Linked DNA regions of Astyanax mexicanus: region 2 is linked to region 1. Evidence: chromatin contacts called from public Hi-C data. All regions are on one chromosome and are shown on one strand. Each heading gives the region's core, a stretch centred on a gene start, on an enhancer-like site or on the middle of the called end of the contact. The rest is flanking DNA. Distances are from core to core; before and after follow the strand shown. Region 1 overlaps pik3ip1 (phosphoinositide-3-kinase interacting protein 1). Region 2 overlaps si:ch211-225b11.4 (thyroid adenoma-associated protein homolog).

Region 1 (5,900 bases), core at 1,115-3,614:
CCAACTTGGGCCTGTATAGATACATTCAGAATTACAACACTAAGGCCATCATTAAGTCTATGGAAACCCAGGCATTCATTATTCCATTCTTTCAGCGCCTGAGCTCAAAATAAGCTCTCGCCTCTTAAAAAAAAAAACAAAAAAAAAACACTGAGATAATGTAATGGTTGGGAAACACTTAAGAAACGGAATTTAGCTTATGCTCTAACTGCTCAATAACCACTTTAGGCAGAGTAGAGCAGAGCAGTATGGGTAAACAGAGGCGCAGTAAGGCCCAGTTTTATTAAAAACAGATTTTGGACAAAAAAAAAACAAAATGGAAAATTTCTGTAATTTTTTCTTAAACACTGAGTTTGGTAGTGTAATACTCGTTAACGGAGTGTCTTGCTATGCTGCAACCAGTGTATCAACACTGCTCAATTGTTGTGACTTAACCTGAGAACTCAAATGCGCCCCCTGTTTCGTATTGTATTAATGTTAAAGTTCATGTGCTTTCCGTAAATCAAGGTTACGTTCAGACTGCCAGCCCAAATCTGATTTTTCAGATATCTAGATTGAATCCAGATTGATTTTTGATAGTGTGGACAAGCAGAAACATGAAAGTGGTCTAAATGGAATCAGTTTCTTAATCTGCATTTGTTTTGTCTGTATCTGTATCTTTCCCTCAAGTACAGAATTAAAGTGAAGCCCCTTGTTCCGTATTCAACACTTGTAGATATCCAGATTGAGTCCAGATTGAGTTTTGATAGTGTGGACAGCCAGAAACCACATAAAAGTGGCTTAAATGAAACTGTTAGTCCGTAATCTGAGTTTGTTTTGTCCGTATTTGTATCTTTCCCTCAAGTACAGAACTTCAGTGCAGCCCTTGTTCCGTATTAAACACTTGTATTAATGTTAACGTTTAGGTGCTTTCCGTAAATCAAGGCTATGTTCAGACTTGCAGCCCAAATCTGATATTTTTGATATCTAGATTGAGTCCAGATTGAGTTTTGATAGTGTGGACAGCCAGAAACCACATAAAAGTGGTTTAAATGGAACTATCAGTCCGTAATCTGCGTTTGTTTTGTACGTATTTGTACATTTTCCTTAAGTACAGAACTCAAGTGAAGCCCCTTTTCCGTATTTAACACTTGTAGATATCTAGATTCAGTCCAGATTGAGTTTTGATAGTGTGGACAGCCAGAAACCACATAAAAGTGGCTTAAATGAAACTGTTAGTCCGTAATCTGAGTTTGTTTTGTCCGTATTTGTATCTTTCCCTCAAGTACAGAACTTCAGTGCAGCTCTTGTTCCGTATTCAACACTTGTAGATATCTAGATTAAGTCCAGGTTAATTTTTGAAAGTGTAAACAGCCAGAAACCACATGAATTTGGTTTAAAATATGATTTACGATAACATCTGATTTGTACTGATGCATCTCAGTCTCAAGGCTATGGAGGCAACTCATGTTTGTGATGTCCAGACATGCAAATCCAGTCTGATTGTGTGGACAGGTTTCAATTTCAGCAGATCTGCTTTATGAAACAAATCTGGTTTGAGAAACAATCCGATTTACGATTTTCCTGCAGTGTGAATGCAGCCTTTGACTGGATTGGGAGCTGAAAATGCAAAAGCCTTAATACTGATCTCCTGGATCAGATCTGGACCTTTCGGGACTTTAAGTGTCTCGAAATATTTGTCAAACCTGCAAGACCACAGTGCGCAAGACCATATTAGAAGATGCACCCTTTCCCGTAAACCACATCAAAGCACTACAAGGCTTTAGGATAAGTATATACATATATCCATCCATCCATCCATCCATCCCACAGTTTAACGCTTTGTTAAAACCATGTTTTTCAGAAATATCTTCAAAACCTCCACAGATACCTCTCCTGCAAGTAAGATGGACAGAAGGTCTTCCATGCCACACTTTTCACTCTGCAGTTTTCACTATCTTAGTGTATTTCAGTCTGTTCAACCACAAACTCAAGTGTGCACTTCAGGACAGGTCAGCAAGAGGATTCCTAGAAATATTCCTGGAAAGAATCTCTAACATGCACTTTTATACACCAGCCCTTCTTCCTCACGTCCTCAGTAGTGTGCTCTTATGTTCTTGTGTCCTCCTGTCCTCTCCTCGTCTCCACCCAGAGAACAGAACATCAGCTGTCCATGAAAAGCTTCTGTTCTTCCAAAAAAAAAGGACTTTAAAGACCAGCAGGGCGATAGAAAGAGAGTGTAGTTTTAGTGTTGATCCGTTAAAACGCTGCACAGTCTGGTATTCTTCTTTCCCAGATCTCTCAGGTCCTGCTCTCAGGCTCCAGGAGTTCCCGCCGGGTCCATCAGGGGGTCTCCGCCCTCCACAGTGTCCTGAGGGGTCCGCTCGCTGGGCTCGGCCGAGATCACGATGGTGTTCTCGTCCACCAGCTCGCAGGTGGGGTTGGCGAAGGCGGAGAGTGGAAGGGTGATGCGGTGCATCTCGCGCTCGTACACTCGCTGCTCGTGCTGCTTCTTCAGGTCGCGACCCCTGCAGAGGAACAGACAAGCTCGGATCAACATACAACTACAACATACTAAAATAAACATTTATCTTGCAAAAATTTCTGTTTTTGTTGTTGTGCTGCACTCTTGAATTTTGCTCATTTTCATGTAAATCTAATAAAGTTATTTGAAAAAAAATGTGTGTATTTATTGTGTACATGTGTATATGTATAGAAAATTATTTGAGAACAAGAAATGTAATTTTACTAGTATACAGATGTCACCATTTCATAAAATTATTTTATATTTATTATTTATTTTACTAAAATTAGTTTTATTTTTCTTGAAAAAAAGTACTGAAAAGTGTCACAAACTAATTACAATAATAGGACTGAATTAAAATATGCAATAAAAAAAACACCAAATTCTGAAAAAAAATAATTCTCAAAAATTGCCATGATTTTGGACCAAAGACTATATAGCCTTACCATCACAAGAATTTATGGACAATTTTTAAATTTTCTAATTTGCATGTAAAAAACACTTAAATCAGACTCAATCCTCCTCCTCATTGTTTGCCAAAAACAAATATGATTCAAATTAAGTGTAAAAACAACCAAAATAATCTTTGCACCAAATTTGCTGAATTACATAAGACTATACTTACCACCCAAACATTTTTGGACCATTTTTAAATTTCTACATTTTCATGCAAAAACACTTAAATAAGATGGAAAATATCTCCATGTGATGTGAGAAACACCAATCATTTAAATTAAGTGTAAAAATCACCATACAAAATACATAAGACTATAGTCTTGCCATCACCACACATACCATTCAAATTAAGTGTAAAAATCACCATGAATTTTTGGACCAAATTTGCTGAAATACATAAGACCATTACCATTACCATTACCATTCTTCATTTTCATGCAAAAACACTTAAATAGGCTGAAAAATATCTCCATGTGATGTGAGGAACACCAATCGTTTAAATTAAGTGTAAAAATCACTATGAATTTTTGGACCTAATTTGTTGAAATACATAAGACTATAGTCTTACCATCCAATCATTTTGGGACCATTTTTCAATTTTTAAAAGTGTATTAAAAACACTGAAAACTGTTGAATATGTCTCCAGATGGTACTATACAAATTAAGTGCAAAACTTAACATAAGCTTTTCCACCAAAAATGACAAAATACATAAGACTATAGTCTTACCATCACCATATAATTCAAATTAAGTGTAAAAATCACCATGAATATTTGTACCAAATTTGCTGAGATATGTAAGACTATAGCCTTACCATCACAAACATTTTTGACTATTTTTTTAAATATCCTTATTTCCTTCTAAAAATGCTCCAATCACACATATGAATCAAATACATTTTAAAAGCATCATGAAATTCTGGACCAATTTGCTGAAATACATAAGACTATAGCCTTACTATCCAATCATGTTGGAACCATTTTTAATTTTCAAAAGTGTATTAAAAAAAAAAACACTTAAAACAGTTGAAAATGTATCCACATGCTAAAATACTCATTTATTATACGAATTAAGTGCAAAAATTAACATGAATTTATCCACCAAAAATGACGAAATATATAAGACTATAGTCTTACACATTTTTGGACCATTCTTAAATTTTTTTAAAGAATCTATGCAAAACCACCTAAAATCAGCTGGAGAATCTCTCCACATAGTATAAAAATCACATACCTTTCAAATTAAGTGTAAAAATCATAATGAATTTTTGGACCAAATTTGCTGAAATATGTAAGACTTACTATCCAATCATTTTGGGACCATGTTTAATTTTCAAAAGTGTATTAAAAACCACTTAAAACAATACAAGATACACCCATTATACAAATTAAGTATAAAACTTAAAATGAAATTTTCCACCAAAAATGAAGAAATATATAATATGCAAAACCCTTAAATCAGCAGCAAAATGTCTCCACATGATGTAAGAAACCTCAATCATTCAAATTAAGTAGGAAATTTATTTAATATTTAATGAATGTATGCATAAACATTTAAATTAGCTGGAAAATGCATTTGCATAGTGCACAGAACACCTGCCATTTAAATTAAGTGTAAAAATCATAATGAATTTTTGGACCAAATTTGCTGAAATACGTAAGACTATAGCCTTACTATCCAAGCATTTTGGGACAATTTTTACAATTTCAAAAGTGTACTAAAAAACACTTAAAACTGTTGAAAATGTCTCCAGATGGTACAAGACTCTTAACATGAAAATTAACATGAATTTTTCCACCAAAAATGACAAAATACATAAGTCTTATCATCACACATTTTTGGACCATTCGTATTTTTTTTTAGAATCTATGCAAAACCACCTAAATCAGCTGGAGAATCTCTCCACATAGTATAAAAAGCACATACCGTTCAAATTAAGTGTAAAAATCACCATAAATTTTTGGAGCAAATTTGCTGAAATATGTAAGACTATAGCCTTACCATCACAAACATTTTTGGACCTATTTTAAAAATTTCCTAATTTTCATGCAAAAACACTTAAATAAGATGGAAAATATCCTCATGTGATGTGAGGAACACTATTCAAATTAAGTGTAAAAATCACCATGAATGGTTGGACCAAATTTGCTGAAAATTGTAAGACTATAGCCTTACTATCAAGTGTTTTGGGTCCATTTTTTATTTTCAAAAGTGTATTAAAAAAAAAAACTAAAACAGTTAAAAATGTTTCCACATTGTACAAGACTCATCTATTATATATATATATCTATAAAATTATTTTTTCCACCAAAAATGGCGAAATACATAAGACTATAGTCTTACCATCCAAGCATTTTTAGACTTTTTTTAACTAAATGTATGCAAAACCCCTTAAGCAGATCAACGTCTCCACATGATGTAAGAAACATCAATCATTCAAATTAAGTATGAAAACCACTATAATGTTTTCCATCAAAAATCTTTTTTTTTAATGTAATGAATGTATGAAAACACTCAAATTAGCTGCAAAATATCTTTATATGGTGCACGGAACACCTGCCATTTAAATTAAGTGTAAAAATCACCATGAATTTTTGGACCAAATTTGCTGAAATACGTAAGACTATATAGTCTTACCTTTTCAAGCATTTTTTGACTTATTTTAATATCTTTATTTCCATCGAAAAACACTCCAACCAGACTGAATTTGTCTCCTTACTGTTTGTAGAGCCTCTGTAGAGTCTCTGTAGAGCTGTTTAGAGCCAATGTAGAGCTATGTGAAGCTGTTTAGAGCCTTTGTAGAGCCTCTGTAGAGTCTCTGTAGAGCTGTTTAGAGCAGTTTAGAGCTGTTTAGAGCTGTGTAGAGCTGTTCAGAGCTGTTTACAGCCTCTGTAGAGTTTCTGTAGTCTCTGTAGAGCTGTTTAGAGCCTATGTAGAGCTA
Region 2 (5,160 bases), core at 915-3,414, 43 kb after region 1:
CCTGAGAAACTAAGCACTACTGTAGCAATATTGGAAGCTGATGGTCTATAGCCACAGCTTTATCTTGTCATTATAATGTCATTAAATCATGCCCAGACTGGACAGAAATGCTGTTAGAGACTGCAGAGAGAGGTGTTCTAGCTTGATAATGCTGCTATGTCATTACTACTCTATATAAAGAGCTATTAGGTGTGTATGTGTTTTAAAGTTTAAAGTTCACAGAAAACAGGTCCTTCACAAAGAGAACAGGGTGTAAGAGCCTGCCCGGGCCCAGCCTGTTCTGTACTGCAGGATTTCTCAACACAATAGCAGCGTTAATATGCCTCAATCGGCCAAGAGCACAAGCAGGGTATCAAACATCACCAGCCTGGCTTAAACCCCACAGAACAGAGCATTACTGCAGCTTTTACAGCACTAATTTCCTTCCATTGTGTTGGGTTTAATAATAATGAAGACAAATGGACCACCGCATGCAGAGTTAAGCTCTTACTGCAGTTAATCACAGAACCACCGTAGAGCCTAAAATATCCAATAGAGAAGCATTACTGTGTTTATTACAGTATAGAGTCAAGCCTAGGTTTAGCTAAATTGTAATACAGTTTTTTAGTAATACAATTCAAATTGTGAAACTCAAACAAACATATTAGATATATAGATGTATTAAACAGAGAGTGATCTGTTTTAAGCATTTATTTATTTTATTGTTAATAATTGTGGCTTACAGCCAATAAAAAAAATCAGTGTCTCATAAAAATTAGAACCGTATTTTTCGCACTATAAGGCGCATTATGCGACACTAGTAAGGAACATGTTTTACTTATAAATCAGTGCAGCTAAGTTCAGTTAATACAAGTGTAATTCTTAAAAATATATATTTTTTTCTTTTACAGTCATTTAGGTGAGTAAAGCACTTCAGTTTATTTACAGTGAGATTAGATTTTCAGATATTCACTATAGTTGGGTGCAGTAGTATTATAATTAGAAGCTAAACGCTAGCACTAGCCGAGTGTTCCGGTAAGCAAGGGCGATATTCGCAGATATACTTAATTCTGAACAGAACAAAAGAGCTAGCACTTAGTGTGGTTAGCGGTTAATGCTAATACTGCTCCAGTCCTACAGTCTACTACAGTCCAATAATACTCACCTCCGAAAGTCAAAAGAGCTAGTGCTTAGCGGCCAATGCTAATACTGCTCCAGCAGTGTTAGTTGGGGTTAGCAGCAGGCTACAGGCCGATAATACTCACCTCTGAATGGCGAAAGAGCTACTGCCTAGCGACTAATGCTAATACTGATCCAGCAGTGCTAGCCAGGGTTAGCAGCAGGCTACAGTCCAATAATACTCACTTCTGAATGGTGAAAGAGCTAGTGCTTAGCGGATAATGCTAATACTGCTCCGGCAGTACTAGACAGGGTTAGCAGCAGGCTACAGGCCGATAATACTCACCTCTAAACAGCGAAAGAGCTAGCGCTTAGCACAGTTAACGGCTAATGCTAATACTGTTGGAGAACTAAACTGAAAATCCTGTATAACGCTGTACTTCAGCAGAGTGGCTTTACTGCTCCTTAATACCTGACTGGTAAAACTGATACATAAGGCGCAACAGATTATGAGATGCACTGATGATTTTTGGGAAATTTTAAAGATTTTAAGCGCACCTTATACTGCTAAAAATACGATAAGCCCAATTGTTACTTTTGTCAGTGTGGGCAGTGTGCCAAGTCCTGCTGGAAAATGAAAGCCGCATCTCCACAAAAGTTGTCAGCAAAGGGAAGCATGAAGTGCTGTAAGATTTTCCGGGAAAACAAAACTGCACTGACTGCATTCAGAATACGTTTTAACATTGTTGTTTCAGTTATTTATAAATGATCAATTAATGTCTGTACAAAAATGTACTATTCCATGTGAGAAGTTAGTAGGACATAGATGAACCCTACACAGAACCCATCCTACCTCAAATGCAGCCTAGGCTTTAAAACAGAGCTACAGATTAAGCTTAAGCTCAGGCAGGGTCTAAATTGTAGATGTCAGCACTGAATCATGAATAAAATCCTGCTGAAATCTGTGCTTACAGTAAATCTGACTCTGTGTATAAACATGTTATAACCTCAGCTTACCTGGATTTCTCTCTGCAGCACTTTCTGCAGGCCGGTTCCTCTCCAGCCTCGCCCCTCCTTTACCCACCTGACCAGCGTGAGCCGTGCAGCTGAACTCTTACTGGAAAGATCCTGCCAAACCTGCTCCGCCCACTCAGAGTCTTCACACAGGAAGTGGACAGCTGTTTGGTGGAAGGAGGCCGAGCCGAGCTGCACAAAACGGACAGGAGATAAGAGGTTTAGACAGAAGAAAGAATGGTGTAGACTGTGGTAACTGTTCTTTATATTGCTGATTTGTGTTCTTGACCCCTCAGCCACTTAGAAACACAATGGCAACCACATGAGCCACCTAGAAATCACATAGTAACACCTGCACTATAGCAACTAAGTAATTGAGATACCATACCATCTAAATTACCACCTAGCAATTTCACAGCAACTACATGGGAATCAATAGCAGCCACCTAGCAACCACCTGGGATACCATAGTTACCACCTGGCAACACCATAGCAACCACACATCACTTAATTACTTAGTAACACCATAGAAACCACCAACTGAGATACTATATTGACCACCTAGCAACCACAACAGCAACTGGATGCTATATTGACCACCTAGCAACACTACAGAAACAATTGTCAGCTATCGGCAACATCATACCAATACCAACCCACTTGGACACCACAGCAACCACTGTGGTGGCATATAATATCAACCATCCAGGAAGAGCCTAGCAACTGCCTGACAACCACTGTGTGTTTCCTTCAGTAAATACACCTTTCGAGTTGGAGATATATATTTATATATATCACAATTGCACAGCTACTACCACAGCAACCACTTGGAATACCATAGTCACCACTTGGCAACATCATAGCAACCACCCAGCTCTTACTTACTTGGCAACACCATAGAAACCAACTAAGATACCATATTGACCATCCGGGAAACCATCTAGCAACCAAAACAGAAACTAGAGATCACATTGACCACCTAGCAATACTATAGCAACATCATACCAACCACCTTGGACACCACAGTATCTACCTGGAATATAATATCAACCGTCCAAAAAGAGCCTAGCAACTGCCTGTAAACCACTGCCAACCACCTGGAAAACCATAGTCACCACTTGGCAACACCATAGCAACCACACAGCACCACACAAAACCAATGAAACCAACAGAGAAGCCACACAAGACCATATAAACCACCTGAGATAGCATACCATAGCCACCACTTAACATCATACCAACCCCCTGGGACACCCCTGCATCCACCTTACAACTGACTGACAACTATTCTGTTCCTTCCTTCAGGAACTACACCATTCTAGTTAGAGGTCACATCTTTAGATTACTTTTTATATGTATTGTTTATAATTAAAAATGTATAATTGTTTTAACATAAAACAGAAATAATATAAGTATTTTCCAGGCTATGCTGTTTAGATTATTTATTTTACTACTGCATATAAAACAATACAAATTCTGTATGACTTTAGCATGTTTGAGCAACACTGTAACTGTTAATAACTTTTCATAATTCCAGGCACCTCCAGACTGTGTGGGGATCTGGTTGTCTCCTCCAGGAGCACAGAGCACAGGCGGCTGAGGAAAGTCTCAGAGCAGATCTTCCTCAGCAGTCTCAGCACAGATACGTACTCCTGCCGTACCAGAGCACACCGCTGATCTGAGGAACCCAACCACAGCCGCGCCTCCAAACCCTCCACCACAGGACGGAGAGAGGAGGAGCAGAGCCTGAGGAAAAACAGAGAAACATAGAAACACATTACAGAGATTATAGAGAATGACTGATTCATGTTTATTCTTTTTCTTTCTTTATTTTTTATCACTCACTGTTCTTCTTACAGTGAAATGAACAAGCATTTCAGCTACATTCTGGACTTCTTCACACTAAATATGCTAATGTTTAGATTTTACTGCTTAACTTATATGCGACAGACTGCACGATGACCTTATAAGGGCGCAATATGAATGAATGAATTTGAATACTTACATTTAGCGCCTTTCTAGGAAACAAAGTATGCTTTACAATTTATTTATTATTTTTTTTTTTTACCACACAGCCATTCATACTCAGCACGCATCCACACACCAATGAGAAGTGGCAGCCAATAGTGCACAGCTTACTCTCAACCGGAAACCACCGTCCACCCGTAGGACTGCAACGGGCACTACAGCATTTTACCCAGGCAGTTCATATCTTGGCACTCAGTCATTCATATTTTTTTATACCATAATTTTCGCACTATAAGGCGCACTTAAAATCCTTTAATTTTCCCAAAATCATCAGTGCACCTTATAATCTGGTGCGTCTTGTGTATGAATTTTACCAATCAGCACCAGCCAGCAGCGAGACCTGCTGAATTAGAAGTTCCTTATAATGTCTCTTAAAATGCGCCTTATACTGGGGTGCATCTTATAGTGCGAAAAAAACGATAAATTTACAGACACACACACAAACTTACATACCTAACACACAAACATACACACCAGATCAATTTACAGTATTACATTTTTCAGGGTAATTTTAGAGTACCCAATTTACCATGTTTCTGGACTGTAGGAGAAAACAAGAGAGACACTTGAAGAAAATGAAAACTCCACCCAGATAGGGACTTGAACCCAAGACCCCAGCGCTGGGAGGCAAACGTGCTAACCACTAAGCCACCTATATGATCATTATATGCCCCTATATAACACATGCAGTAATTATCATGATTGTTTGTTCAAAATAAAGGAAAATAATGTAGGTTAGATTTAAGAATCTGAGGATTCTCCTACAATCTGCTTGGATCATGTTTGATTCAGTGGTCAGTTTTGAGCTCGGTCCGTATGCTGTACTCACAGGTGAGAGTGTAGTGCTCTGAGCAGGACGGTGTTGATCTGCAGCAGTTGGCCGTGTACGCGGTTGTGACGGCACGGGCTCTCCGGCGACTCCGGCAGATCTCCCACCATCCGCACGACGCTCGCCAGATACTCCGCGGGTGGTATCATAGCAACCAGGGCTCGGGACGACATCACTCGCACTGCGTACAC

The links. A called contact is a pair of places that touch in the nucleus more often than the background predicts.
Region 2: a Hi-C map of muscle shows a contact between it and region 1, with 14 times the contacts expected there. The contact joins two enhancer-like sites. A contact is called at or near these places in 3 of 3 Hi-C or Micro-C datasets (blood and muscle).

Annotation. Positions count from the first base shown.
Region 1 is chr22:30,334,582-30,340,481 of AstMex3_surface, forward strand. pik3ip1 (phosphoinositide-3-kinase interacting protein 1) reads right to left here. Exons shown (of 6, transcript XM_022667455.2): 6 at 1-2,507. The coding sequence ends at 2,294. Among protein-coding and RNA genes, the nearest start is that of pik3ip1, 20 kb to the right of the region's middle. Within about 2 kb of position 2,365, the one cell type or tissue checked has an H3K27ac peak away from gene starts, as active enhancers do.
Region 2 is chr22:30,378,232-30,383,391 of AstMex3_surface, forward strand. si:ch211-225b11.4 (thyroid adenoma-associated protein homolog) reads right to left here. Exons shown (of 31, transcript XM_015606250.3): 24 at 4,970-5,160; 25 at 3,654-3,858; 26 at 2,116-2,304. Among protein-coding and RNA genes, the nearest start is that of pik3ip1, 23 kb to the left of the region's middle. Within about 2 kb of position 2,165, the one cell type or tissue checked has an H3K27ac peak away from gene starts, as active enhancers do.